Linked DNA regions of Mus musculus: regions 1 and 3 are each linked to region 2. A link is a contact called in public HiChIP or PLAC-seq data. All regions are on one chromosome and are shown on one strand. Each heading gives the region's core, a stretch centred on a gene start, on an enhancer-like site or on the middle of the called end of the contact. The rest is flanking DNA. Distances are from core to core; before and after follow the strand shown. Region 1 has its middle 4.5 kb from the start of Gm46925. Region 2 holds the start of Lat2 (linker for activation of T cells family, member 2). Region 3 holds the start of Cldn3 (claudin 3).

What was found. HiChIP or PLAC-seq counts read pairs in DNA pulled down with a chosen protein or histone mark.
Region 1: a FOXA1 HiChIP or PLAC-seq map of pancreatic cancer cells shows a contact between it and region 2. The contact joins the enhancer-like site here to the promoter of Lat2 in region 2. A contact is called at or near these places in 1 of 39 promoter capture datasets (cranial neural crest), 6 of 484 Hi-C or Micro-C datasets (ECoMG-derived neutrophils, Th1 cells, bone marrow-derived macrophages and 3 more), 2 of 115 datasets of contacts at active chromatin or transcription factors (fetal liver and pancreatic cancer cells) and 4 of 9 other capture datasets (adipose tissue, embryonic stem cells, liver and 1 more).
Region 3: a FOXA1 HiChIP or PLAC-seq map of pancreatic cancer cells shows a contact between it and region 2. The contact joins the promoter of Cldn3 here to the promoter of Lat2 in region 2. A contact is called at or near these places in 3 of 39 promoter capture datasets (the 3T3-L1 cell line, cranial neural crest and maxillary cranial neural crest), 1 of 484 Hi-C or Micro-C datasets (nephron progenitors) and 1 of 115 datasets of contacts at active chromatin or transcription factors (pancreatic cancer cells).

Annotation. Positions count from the first base shown.
Region 1 is chr5:134,350,986-134,355,064 of GRCm38.p6, reverse strand. It overlaps the pseudogene Gm7033. Among named protein-coding and RNA genes, the nearest start is that of Gm46925, 4.5 kb to the right of the region's middle. Within about 2 kb of position 2,149, at least 52 of the 459 cell types and tissues checked have an H3K27ac peak or open chromatin away from gene starts, as enhancers often do. A contact at or near this core is called in adipose tissue, bone marrow-derived macrophages and pancreatic cancer cells, where this site is marked.
Region 2 is chr5:134,613,555-134,617,316 of GRCm38.p6, reverse strand. It overlaps Lat2 (linker for activation of T cells family, member 2), which reads left to right and starts at 2,292. Exons shown (of 13, transcript NM_020044.3): 1 at 2,292-2,428.
Region 3 is chr5:134,983,630-134,987,875 of GRCm38.p6, reverse strand. It overlaps Cldn3 (claudin 3), which reads right to left and starts at 1,662. Exons shown (of 1, transcript NM_009902.4): 1 at 400-1,662. The coding sequence starts at 1,431. The coding sequence ends at 772. It overlaps Wbscr25 (Williams Beuren syndrome chromosome region 25 (human)), which reads left to right. Exons shown (of 5, transcript NR_026907.1): 5 at 286-443.

The sequences.
Region 1 (4,079 bases), core at 900-3,399, 260 kb after region 2:
GTGTGGTCAAGGTCTAGCTTTGCTCCAGTAGTTTTACTTCTCCTGCAGTTTTCTGACATGCAGAAGTCAAGTTTCGGCTGATATATGTCCCAAGTTTCAAACCATCCATTTTAAGTGTCTTTGTCTTATTTATAAAAGGAAAGAAGCAACTCTTCACCACTCTGCATCTCCAAGGCTTTGGAAAATATATAATCTCTTCCGTTAAGATTCATAATGCCATCCTTGAGAGGAAATTTCCATTTATTTTTACTTCTGTGTATCTTATAGAACTGGCATGCAGCAACATTGTCTGTGTCAAAGAGTTCCTGCCCTTCCTCATCATTTACATCATCTTCACTCTTGAGGGGCTCTTCTTCCACCTGCCCATCTTCAGCTCCATCTTTCTCTTTATTTTCTTCCTCCTCCTCATCATAGTCTTCTTCATCTTCATCTTCCTCAGGAGATGTATGCCCTGTTCCATCAACTTGCAGCACCAACGGAGCTTGCTGTTGGGCAGGCTGGGCCTGTGGCTGCTGCTGTCCAGCTTGTGCCGGGGCGGGTGCTGCCACTGTTGGTAGGACTGACCTGGGTCTTATTTCCTGTAAATAAGATTTGCTGTGTTTGAATGATGACACGCATCTGTAGTGACATCCCTCCAGGAAGTGGGGCTAGGACCTGCTGGATAACAGGTACTTGGACTCCACCAGGCTGCATTTGTGGTATAACTTGTTGTAGAACAACTGACTGCTGAGGCTGAAAGATAGACTGGGCACCATTGGCTGCTCTGACCACCTGAAGCAGCTGGCCTGAATTGGTTAGTATCTGTTGAACAGGAGGTAAGCCTGCAGGAAGTGCCAAGGTAGCAACTGTAGCAACAGCACTGGGAATACTTGATGCATTCATATGTTGTATCAACTTAGAATCGGAAACATTAACTTGTGGTGCCATAGCTTGCTGTGATGCAGGAATAAGAATCTTTTGGTTCCGTGCTTGCTGATGCTGTGCTGGCTGATGGTGGTGGAGATGCGATGCTGATGCTGATGCTGGGCTCGCTGATGGTGGTGGAGATGCTGCTGCTGAACTTGCAACAAAAGCTGCTCTTCTTCCAAATGAAATCCGTCTACTGCCCTAGACTGCATTAGTTTATTCTCCCACAGTGATTTTAGTTCCATCAGGAACTGTTCCTCCACTCCATCATCCAGAAAAATGTCTCGAACATCATTAATAACATCTTCAATCACAGATCTATACAATTTAGGCGCGGTGTTTGTGTTTGCCGAGTTCGCCATTTCCACACACAACACAAACGGGGGAACGAGATATAAAGAAAAAAAAGAAAGAAAGAGGGGGAGGGAGGGAGGAAGGAAGGAAGGAAGGAAAGAAGGAAGGAAGGAAGAAGAAAGAGGAAGGAAGAAAGGAAGGAAGGAAAGGAAGAAAGAGAAAGAAAGAAAAAAAACTGAGACCGGGAGGGTGACCCAAGTCACCCACAAGAGTGGGGCAAAAATTTCTCAACAAATCCTATCCAGAAAGAGTAAGAAGCAGGAGACCAGGAGGAGGGGGACACTCTTCCCACAGCTAAAAACCTCCAGAATCGCCTAAAGAAAAAAAAAATCAGCCATGACCCCTTAGGGGGATAGGGAGCGTCACCAGCTCCCCACTCACCCACTGAGGGGGGAAACAAACACCAGTCACTGCTCCCACCCCACCACTGCCACCACCTGCTGCAGCTCCAGCAAAATCAATGCTCTTAACAGCTAAGCCATCTCCTCAGGCCTAAAATTAGACACATCACCACCACCACCACTGCTGCCTAGCTTTTTTTTTTTTTCTTTCCTGAAACCATATGTTAAAACAAAATGTCCTAGAAAGGAGAGAGAAATAATGCTGGGCAGTGGTGGCGCACACCTTTAATCCCAGCACCTGTGAAGCAGAGGTAGGCAGATTTCTGAGTTCGAGGCCAGCCTGGTCTACAGAGTGAGTTCCAGGACAGCCAGGGCTACACAGAGAAACCCTGTCTCAAGTTCCGCCCCCCCCACAAAAAAAAGGAGAAATACCATGTTATCTTTATGTCCACACTAGAAAATGCTGACTGTACTGGACTTCTTGACCCTCAGCCTCTGCCAAAGCTCTCAGTGGAGACACACACACACACAGCCCCAGCCCTGTCACAGGAATGCTTCCTCTTCTTGTATCCCTTTCATGTTCTTGTCTGAGCCTTACATGCTGGTTATTGGAAAGGAGAACAGGAAGACTCCAGGACCTGGCTCTGATTCTCCGGTCAGAATGAGTGCTCTGGCAAGGACGGACAGACAGACAGACAGACAGACAGACCAGTCCAGATACTTCTCCCAGGCCTGCGGGATGGCTCTGCATCCCAGCTGGAAGAGAGGCCCTGTTCCAGACATCTGGATCAGCTTCCTCCTAGAAAGCTGTTACAAGCCACAAAGTTGGCACACCCCTGTGAACTGTCCCCTCCCTGCCCCCTCTGGTACCCAGCCACCACCACACATACCAGTCAGCTCCCAGCTGGCCTTCTTTTCCACACCACACTGGGACACTCACTCTTTTCTCTGTCTGGCTTCTCTGCATTTGGGTGGAGAGGCTCGACGGACAGGGTCTCATGTAGTCTAGGCTGGCCTCAACTTCTTTTTTTGAGGGTTGAGGGGGGGTTGGAGACAGGGTTTTTTTCATGTAGCCCTGGCTGTCCTGAAACTCACTCTGTAGACCAGGCTGGCCTCGAACTCAGAAATCCACCTGCCTCTGCCTCCACAGTGCTGTGATTAAAGGCTTGCGCCACCACTGCCCGGGCTGGCCTCAACTTCTTATGTTGCTGAAGATGACCTTGAACTCAAGGTCTTCCAGTGTCCACCTCCCAAATGCTGGAGTCGCAGGCTTTCAGAACCCCACACTCATCCCTCTTTCTCCTCAAGCTCCAAGGCTCTATCATGGACCACCATCCTATTTACAGGGAACTAACTCCTCCAATGGGGATGGCTGGCCCATGGTGTGCCTACAGTCCCAGCTACCTAGAAGGCTGAGGCAGGAGGATCTTTAGTTGAAAACCTGATGAACTCATTCCAAGACCCTGTGGCACCTGCCACCCGGCATTTGGGACCAAGGCTAGAGGACAAATTCAAGGTCATTCTCCTTTTCTTTTTTTTTCTTTTTAAGATTTATTTATTCTATGTGAGTACACTGTAGCTGTCCTCAGACACACCAGAAGAGGGCGTCAGACCCCATTATAGATGGTCGTGAGCCACCATGTGGTTGCTTGGATTTGAACTCAGGACCTTAACCACTGAGCCATCTCTCCAGCCCCCAAGGTCATTCTCCTTTACATAGCAAGTTGGGAGGCTAGCCTGGGCTACATAAGACCCTTTCTCAGAAACAAAAAACAGACTTTGGGTGTGGTGTATCTGTGGTGAGTTTGAGGTCAACCTGGTCTACACAGAGAAACCCTGAACTGGAAGGAAACAAAACAAAAACATGGGGCAGGGCAGACAGAAGGTCCAGCCTAGCCATTTCGGTGTGTCCATTTGCAACAGTGCCACGCTTACTTCCCTGTACCCATGTCCCGTGGCTCATAACTGCCTGTAACTCCAGCCCAACAGGTGAATGGACTGTACATTTCTAAACACACACACACACACAATTTAGGGTAATAAAAATAAATCTTTTTTTAAATGTAAAAAACCCTTAGATCAACTCTAGATGCAGCAGCAGGCAAAAATCTCAGTCTGGGAGCCTTCATAGTGAGACCCCGCCTCAATAAACAAACCCTTTAAAGGAGGGCTTCAACCACCTACTCTACAACCCACCCCCACCCCACCCCCGTGAGGAGCTGGGGCGTGGCTCAGGATACTATATAACCAAAGCCACATTTCCCCCACATTTCAAAACAGAAAAGAAAATTAATTAATTAATTAATTTAAAAAAAAAAAAAAAAAAGGAAAACAGCTCCCAGGATGTTTGTCCCTGTTACATAAGTTAACTTCTCGATACGATATTCCAGCTCCCCACCCCCGACCCCCATCAGTCTTCTAGCTGAGTCTCATATCCACCTTTTACCCATGGCTGGAACCTAGGTTTTTGGTTAGACA
Region 2 (3,762 bases), core at 1,043-3,542:
TACCTGTGGTCAGCACAGATTTCAATGGTCAACTGAGTCTCCTGGTGATCGTCCCCATGCCTGTGCTACTTTGCTTCACCACAGGGTGGCAGCAGCAGGCTTGGGGCACAGACTGGGGAAGAAACACCCAGGCTAGCACTAAACTCACAGCAGATTGCCTCCTGCCTATGTCCTTCCTCCCCACTACAGGCAGTGATACCCCCAACTGAGAAATGGCCTTGGCTGGGGGTGGAGGGGGTGCTCAGTTATTAGTGTTCTCAAAAGCCTGAGGAACCCGAGCTTGGATCCCCAGCTCTCAATGAAGCTGGGCACAAACGACGTGTGCTCTTAGCTTTGGGGACATGGGAACATGGCTATCTGGAGCTTGCAGGACCAGCCAGCCTGGACTAACTCGGTGAGTCTCTGGAGTCTCTGGCCAGTGAAAGGGAACAGTCAAGGTGGAAGCTTGGTATGGTCCCAACACTTGGGAAGAAGCAGGAGGATCTGTGAGTTCCCAGGCCAGCCAGGACTATACAGTGAAACCCAAAACACAGAAAAATTACAACCAGGAGGTGGCAAGATGGCTCAGTGGTAGAGGTAGTTTCCAGCACGCCTTTTTTTTTTTTTTTTTTAACTGTTTACTCTTTATATTTATTTATTTATTATATGTAAGTACACTGTAGCTGTCTTCAGACACTCCAGAATAGGAAGTCAGATTTCATTACCGATGGTTGTGAGCCACCGTGGTTGCTGGGATTTGAACTCCGGACCTTTGGAAGAGCAGTCAGGTGGTCTTACCCACTGAGCCATCTCACCAGCCCTGCGCACGCCTTTAATCCCAGCACTTGGGAGGCAGAGGCAGGCAGATTTCTGAGTTCAAGGCCAGCCTGGTCTACAGAGTGAGTTCCAGGACAGCCAGGGCTACACAGAGAGAGAAACCCTGTCTCAAAACAAACAAAAAAGAACTAACGTACAAAGAAATAGATGTAATAAAGACAATTTGGGTTTTTTTGTTTGGTTGGTTTGGATTGGTTTTTCGAGACAGGGTTTCTCTGTATAGTCCTAGCTGTCCTGGAACTCACCATAGTGGCCTCTAACTCAGAAATCCACTTGCCTCTGCCTCCCGAGTGCTGGGATTAAAGGCGTGCGCCACCACGCCCGGCTGACAATTTGGTTTTTAAAAAGTAGATGACACAGTCTGCATAAATCTGAGTTCAAGGCCAGCCTGCTCTACAGAGTGAGTCTCAAGACAGCCAGGGCTACACAGAAACTCGGTCTCAAAGAAACTAAAATGTGGAAGACACCAAGACTGACTTCTGGCCTCTACATTCACCCACTACCACCACCCACACACAGAGGCAGCTTGTCTATCCAGCTGTCTCTGGCACAGTGGTCCTTTGTTCCATCTGCCATCTTTATTCCCGTCTTTCTCCCTGTATCCTCTGTCCCTTATCTCTTTTATCTGCCGGTTAGTATTTGTTCTATGGGATTCCACTGCCCTAATCTCTCTCTCTGATCCCCATTCTCAGATGCCTGTGGATGCTGGAAGGATTCTAGCTTCCTCTTACCTGTGGTTGTCAGCGTCTACATATCTGCCTCTCTGTCTTTCTGGTCCTCTCCTGACCTGTGCATCTGTGTGTGTGTGTCCCCATCTCTGGTGTCTGACTGTGGCACGTGCGTGAGTGTGTACATGTCCCTCGAAACTCCGTCCTCTCCATGTCTGTGTCCATGTGAACTCTGGGGTTGACTCTCTACCCGTCGATCACTGTAGCCCTCCCTCCTCCATGTGACCTTGCTCTGTGGTGGGCATGTACTGTGTGTGCTTGGCTTTCAGTCTGCCCGTGCCTGTGCCCATCTCTCACTTCCCATTTTCCCTATGTCTGTTTTCTTTTTTATTGCCTCTCCACCCCCAGGAGTGTGTGCACATACATGTGCATGTGTGTGCACATGCACACTGCACATAAGCCTGTGTGTATGTACATATGCATCAGAGGACAACTAGACACTCACTTCATGGTTCCTGGTGATAGGAACCCTGGTTCCTCTGGTTCCAAGTTGTCCAGCTTGGTGGAACGTGCCATTACCCAGGGAGTCTTTTTTGAGACAGGGTCTCACTGTAGCTGTCCTAGCTTATATAGACCAGGCTGGCCTCAAACTCAGAGCTCTGCCTGCTTCTGCTTCCCAAGTGCAGGCATTTAACAGCACACACCACCATGCCCAGCTTTAACTTCGCTTTGTATCTCTGCATCTTTTTCTGTCTCTGCTCCACCCACTTTGTCATTAACCACCCTAGTAGTCTGGCCGAGGCGGATGTAGAGGAGATGATTCAGTAGTGACAGGAAGCCAACTGCCTTGCCCACTGCTCACCAGAGTCAGTGGTGTTGGCATCAGCTTGGGCAGGTGTGCGGCACAAGATGAAGGGGCCATGGTGAGGAGCCCTCACCCTCAGGTAAGCCTTTCCCAGGGGTGCTCCCCTGTTGTGCTACACCCCACAAGACCCTTAGGGATAGACGGAGCGGAAGCCGAGATACCTGATACCTCCCACCCTGGCCTAGTGCTGTGGCCCTTAAGGAAAGCCTATGCAGGGCTCCAGGCACCCACTTATCTATCATTGGCTTCCCAAACCCCTAGCCTCTGAGACCCCCCAAGAAGCCCCTAGGGTGGTTCTGTCACTACCAGTGACTGGAGAGGGCCAGCTAAGAGCCAGAGATGTGAGATTCTCCCGCCCGTTGAGGGTTGGCTAATGCCACAGGCCTGTGTATGGAACTTGGATGCTTTGGGGAACTGTGCCCAAGCCCTGTTCCAGCCAGGAGGAAGTTGCTATCCCCAGAAGTCCATCCAGGCCTGAGCCAGCTTGTACTTTCTGACAGATAATCCTTGTAACGTTGGTGGGCTCCTTGGTTCCGGCTTTGAACAGGTGGCCCAGATTGACCAGGGACAAGGCCTGCCAGACCTCTGTACATAGACATACTCACATATGTACGTGAACAGTCGCCCGCTGGCCTCCAGTAGGTGTCTTCAGGGTCTTCTCTCCGCCTCATTTGAAGGCCCAAGTTATTTGGTCAGACTGGGTACTGTACACTCCTCCATCAGGGCATTAGGAATGCTGAGGTGGGGAGACCCTAAGTTCAAGGCCAGGCAGTACTCCATTGTGAGGCCCTGCCGCAAAGGCTCAAACCACAGAAATGTTATTCAGCTAAGCCTGCAGGCCTCAGAGTAGCACCCCATGAATAAAGCCATCCCTGGTGTGAGACGGGTCATGTACTTCATCCAACAGACCCTCATGGCCTTTTTACCCCGAAGAACGAGCTGCCGCAGTGATCACTCACGAAGGGCCACTGAGGTTAGAAGCTCCGATGCAGTCCTCAGAAGCAAGCCTTGCTCATATGAAAACTGCCCACTTCCCTTTGAGCTATTTTGGCCCACGGAGCCACAGAGCTGTGGCGGTCCCCCACACACCCACAGCTAGCCCTGCCTGGCCCCTTGGGGCCTTCTGAGACTGCTGGGCCATTCCTCCTGCAGCCCTACCCTCTGTTCCCCTCACCCTCTGCCTCTACTCTCAGGGTAGAGAGCATCAGATAGGATAGAGGGAATTCACCGGGCCTGCTCTGGGTTTCCATCTTTTCCAGTGTTTCTTTGTGGCACAGTATGCGCCTCTCTGAACCTCCATTTGCTCCTTGGGAGGAAGAAAACATTTGGGCTCAGAGGGATCCCCAACTGAGAAGCAAGCCCCAGGCCCTGTCCAGGAAGCACCCCATGTACTCACACCTGCCTTTTTTTTTT
Region 3 (4,246 bases), core at 413-2,912, 370 kb before region 2:
GAATGTAATTCTTTAGCTTGCACATCAGCTACCCCAAATGCCCGGAGCAAGGCTGTGGATACAAGCACAAACCAACTAGGCTGTCCCAGAGAAGAGTCCCTGTGTTCTTCCCCTTGCCCCTCTCCAGCAGAGTTCCTCATACGCCCTCTGGCTGGATTGCTAGATAAACCTCGCTCGCCATAGGGTCTGTGGAGATCAGTGCTGGGATATCTCCCAAGTGTTACCCACCTAGTGAGCACAAAAACTCATGTGTACCCCCACTTTCTCCTTACTCAACCTGTGAAGCTGTTTAAAGCTCGCTGCCCGTGATGAGGGCTATTCGAGGGACAGTCCCCAGCAGGTGCCCCGTAGGGGAGGTGGTAGCCTGTGCGGTGGCGTTCAGGATAAGGAAGCTCCAGCGACTGCAAAAAACGAAAGACTTTTATTGAAAAATATGAAATGGCCCGTTTCATGGTTTGCCTGTCTCTGCCCACTGTGAGCTTCTGCGGGGCTGGCAAGTAGCTGCAGTGGCCACCCCAGCCCAGTTCTTGGGAAGGGCGAGGTTTCTTTGTCCATTCGGCTTGGACAGTTCCTAGGCCCGGTAGTCAGGTGGCAGCCGGAGAAGGGGAGATGCCAGCCTGTCTGTCCTCTTCCAGCCTAGCAAGCAGACTGTGTGTCGTCTGTCACCATCTGGAAGGTGGGGTGGTCTCAGACGCGAGGCTGCACGCTGGACGGGTGGGGTTCATCGACTGCTGGTAGTGGTGACGGTACGGTCTGCGTGCACCCGGCCCCTCAGACGTAGTCCTTGCGGTCGTAGGCGGTGCCGGTACCGGTGCCAGGGCCGGTGGATCGCGGCGCAGAATAGAGGATCTTGGTGGGTGCATACTTGTCGCGCGGTGGGCAGGAGCAACACAGCAAGGCGCCCCCTAGCAACTGCAGCGCGGCGGCAGCCCAGCCCACGTACAACCCAGCTCCCATCTCCCGCTTCTGGGCCTCGGGCACCAACGGGTTATAGAAATCCCTGATGATGGTGTTGGCCGACCAGGACACCGGTACTAAGGTGAGCAGAGCCGCCAACAGGAAAAGCACTCCCGCCACGATGGTGATCTTGGCCTTGGCCGTCTCGTCTTGTACGCAGTTGGTACACTGGGCGCCCACGAGCGCCACGAGGAGCCCGAAGGCGGCCAGCAGGATGGACACCACGATGAGGGCTCGGGCGGCCTGCAGGTCCTGCGGCAGGGCCAGCAGCGAGTCGTACATTTTGCACTGCATCTGACCGGTGCTCTGCACCACGCAGTTCATCCACAGGCCCTCCCAGGTGATCTGCGCCGTGATGATGCTGCTGCCGATGAAGGCCGAAACGCGCCACATGGGAAGGGCGCAGCACACGATGGTGCACAGCCAGCCCAGCACGGCCAGCGACGTGCCGGTGATCTCCAGGCCCATGGACATGGCTGCTGGACTTGAACCGGCTCGGCCGGGCAGCTCAGGGGACTGGGAGACCAGGGATCGCGGCCGCTGGACCTGGGAATCAACTGCCCTTCGAAAACTGACGGACGTCTGTCGCCGGGAACGACGGGTGGGTGGCAAAGGACGGAGCGCGCTTAACGGCTCCTCTCCTGGGGCTCGCACAGAGACTGCCCCTGCACCTGCCTGTGGCTTTGGAGACTGGCTTCTGAGACTGGGTTGGCTCTGGGATGGGGTGGGTTGGACTTAGCTTGGTGCCTAGAGGAGGAGGGTGGAGCTCGCTCTTCTGGCCCAGGGGACAGTGACGTGTGTCCCGTCCAGTCCGGTCCGTCCTCCCCAACCCCCTTCACCATAGGAGAAAGGATTTGGCTAGAACCTCAATGCTGAAGTGTATGTGTTGTGTGTGGCGGGGGTGGGGGTGGGGTGGGAGAGTGTGTATCGAAGGAGGGCGGGGTCGTCTAAGCTCCCTCCCTTCCCAACCTCCCCAAGCTCCTTAAGCATAACGAATTCTCTAGAGCTATACAGAGTGGGAGGGGCGCTTCAAGGATTTGAAGTGCAAATCACCAATTGTAAACTGCTTGACTCTCTTGTCCCCCACCTCCGTCTTCTTTAGCGCGGGAGGCGTAGGATGGAGGCGCGGCCAATTCCTCTGGACAACCCGGACTGGGAGGACCTAGGTGGGGGCGTGGCTGAGGCTGTTTGTCGCCGTAGGTGGATGGAATTGTAGCACCTGCTCCAAGTCCCTCAGGCTTTGACACAAGCACTCTGGCCTTGTCCAAGTGCAACCTGATATACAGAACTCTGAAACCAGGGACAACGACCACCTGCAGAGCCCACTCTGCACCTCAGGGACCGGTGTTGAGTTCAAATTCTTGTCCAGCACCCTCATGTGACCTGGGCTGGTGGCAAGCCTACATGGCTTAGCTCAAATGCCCGCCCACCTAGAAGCTGCTTTCCCCCACGGAGGTTCTCTAGATGGAGTCTTGTTTTCTTTCCTTTGGGGGTGGGGGCGGGGCAGAGTGAGTACCAGGGTGAGTGAACAGTGGGAAAGAGATTTGATACACATGAGAAAAAAAAAAGACGTCTAGCCAGGTGTGTTGGCTCCTGCCTGAGGCTGAGGCAAGCAGACAGCTGTGAGTTCAAGGCCAGATACAGCGAAACTGTGTCTCACAACTCCTGTGCAGAAGCCCTGTGCAGCATGCCATGCCTGTAGTCCCAGAGCTTGGGAAAGTGGAGGCAGGCAGGAGTTCAAGACCATCTTGGCGACACGGAGAATTCAAAGCCAGATGGGCTACATGAGACCCTGGCTCAAACAAGCTACAAAGTAACACCAAAAAAGCCCCCAAAACACCAATTCCTTTTGCCTCCGGACACTGACTCCCCTGCCGCACACCTTGGGGTGGCGCATGCTCCGACTTCTCCCGTTGCCTCTTCCCTTCACCTCAGCTAGGATACAGCTCTTTTGGTTTAGTTTCCTATACATCCTCTTCGAGGACCCGTGCTTGGGGTCCTTTCTCCATGAGACACTCCTACAGCTCTCCGCATAGCTCACTGACCTCGCTTCATAGTTTCAGAGGCTGGAGATGGAGCTCAGTGGCTAGAGTGCTTGGCCAGCCTGCACGAAGCCTCTGGTCTGTCCCTGGCACGGAATAAACCCTAATAGATGGATGGCACTTCAGCAAGCACCACACCGAGATCCTCCCCAGCTGATTTGGAGGTCAGTGTGGGTGGCTTGGAACCCTGCACCCAAATAGAAACAGGACAACAAAATCGTCCCAGCTTCTTACCCACAATGCCACGTTCTTTTTCTGTTTTGTTTTGTTTTGTTTTGTTTTCGAGACAGGGTTTCTCTGTTGTAGCCCTGGCTGTCCTGGAACTTGTGCTGTAGACCAGGCTGGCCCGGAACTCACAGATCCACCTGCCTCTGCTTCCCATGTGCTGGAAGCACTGTTCTCTTTGCCACTTTGATACCTTTGTTTTCTTTCATATTTGACATTATCTAAAGTGGCCTCTGGCTTTCCTTTCTTCCCCCCTCCCTCCTTTTCTCTCCCTGCTTTCCTTTTTTCTCTCCCTCCCGCTCCCTCCTCCCGGTCCCCCCCACCCCGCCCCCTCCACTCCTCCCCGCCCCAGGGTGGCCTTAAACTCCAGGTTGTTTTGCCTCCCCTGCACAAGTGGCAAGCTTCTTTGTGAGAGAGGCCACGCTTGGTTTCTCATTTATTTGTTTCTTTGTCTCTGCTCCGGTCTGTTACCACCACCAGGACATTCAGAATGTTCCAAGGACAAACATTTTTGCCTGTTTTATTATGTGACACTCCCGATGCCTAGAACAGGGCTGGGTGCTCTGAGAGGTAATTGACTTAGCACTTTCCCTTGTTTCAGCAACCTGTCCTGCCAGGGCTCTATGTCCAGGGATGACCTCGTGTTGTGAGGGCCCCAGGGGCTTTGCAATTAGCTAGGAAGCTGAGATCCATCCAGCTAGATGAAGGCTTTCTGGAGGCAGATGGTCCAGAGGACAAAAGCCCTTGTTTTCAAGCTTGACAACCTGAATTTGATCCCTGTTACTTCAAAGATGAAAAAAAGCCCATTCTCCAAAGTAGTTCTTTGACCTCCCCGTGCTTGCTGCAGTACACACACACACACACACACACAGAGGAACAGACACCCACACTGACATACACTCTTATACATACACAGACACACACACTGACATACACTCTTACACACACACACACACACACACACATACACACACACTGATAAACACTCTCACATTTACATACATACACTCACATATACTCAT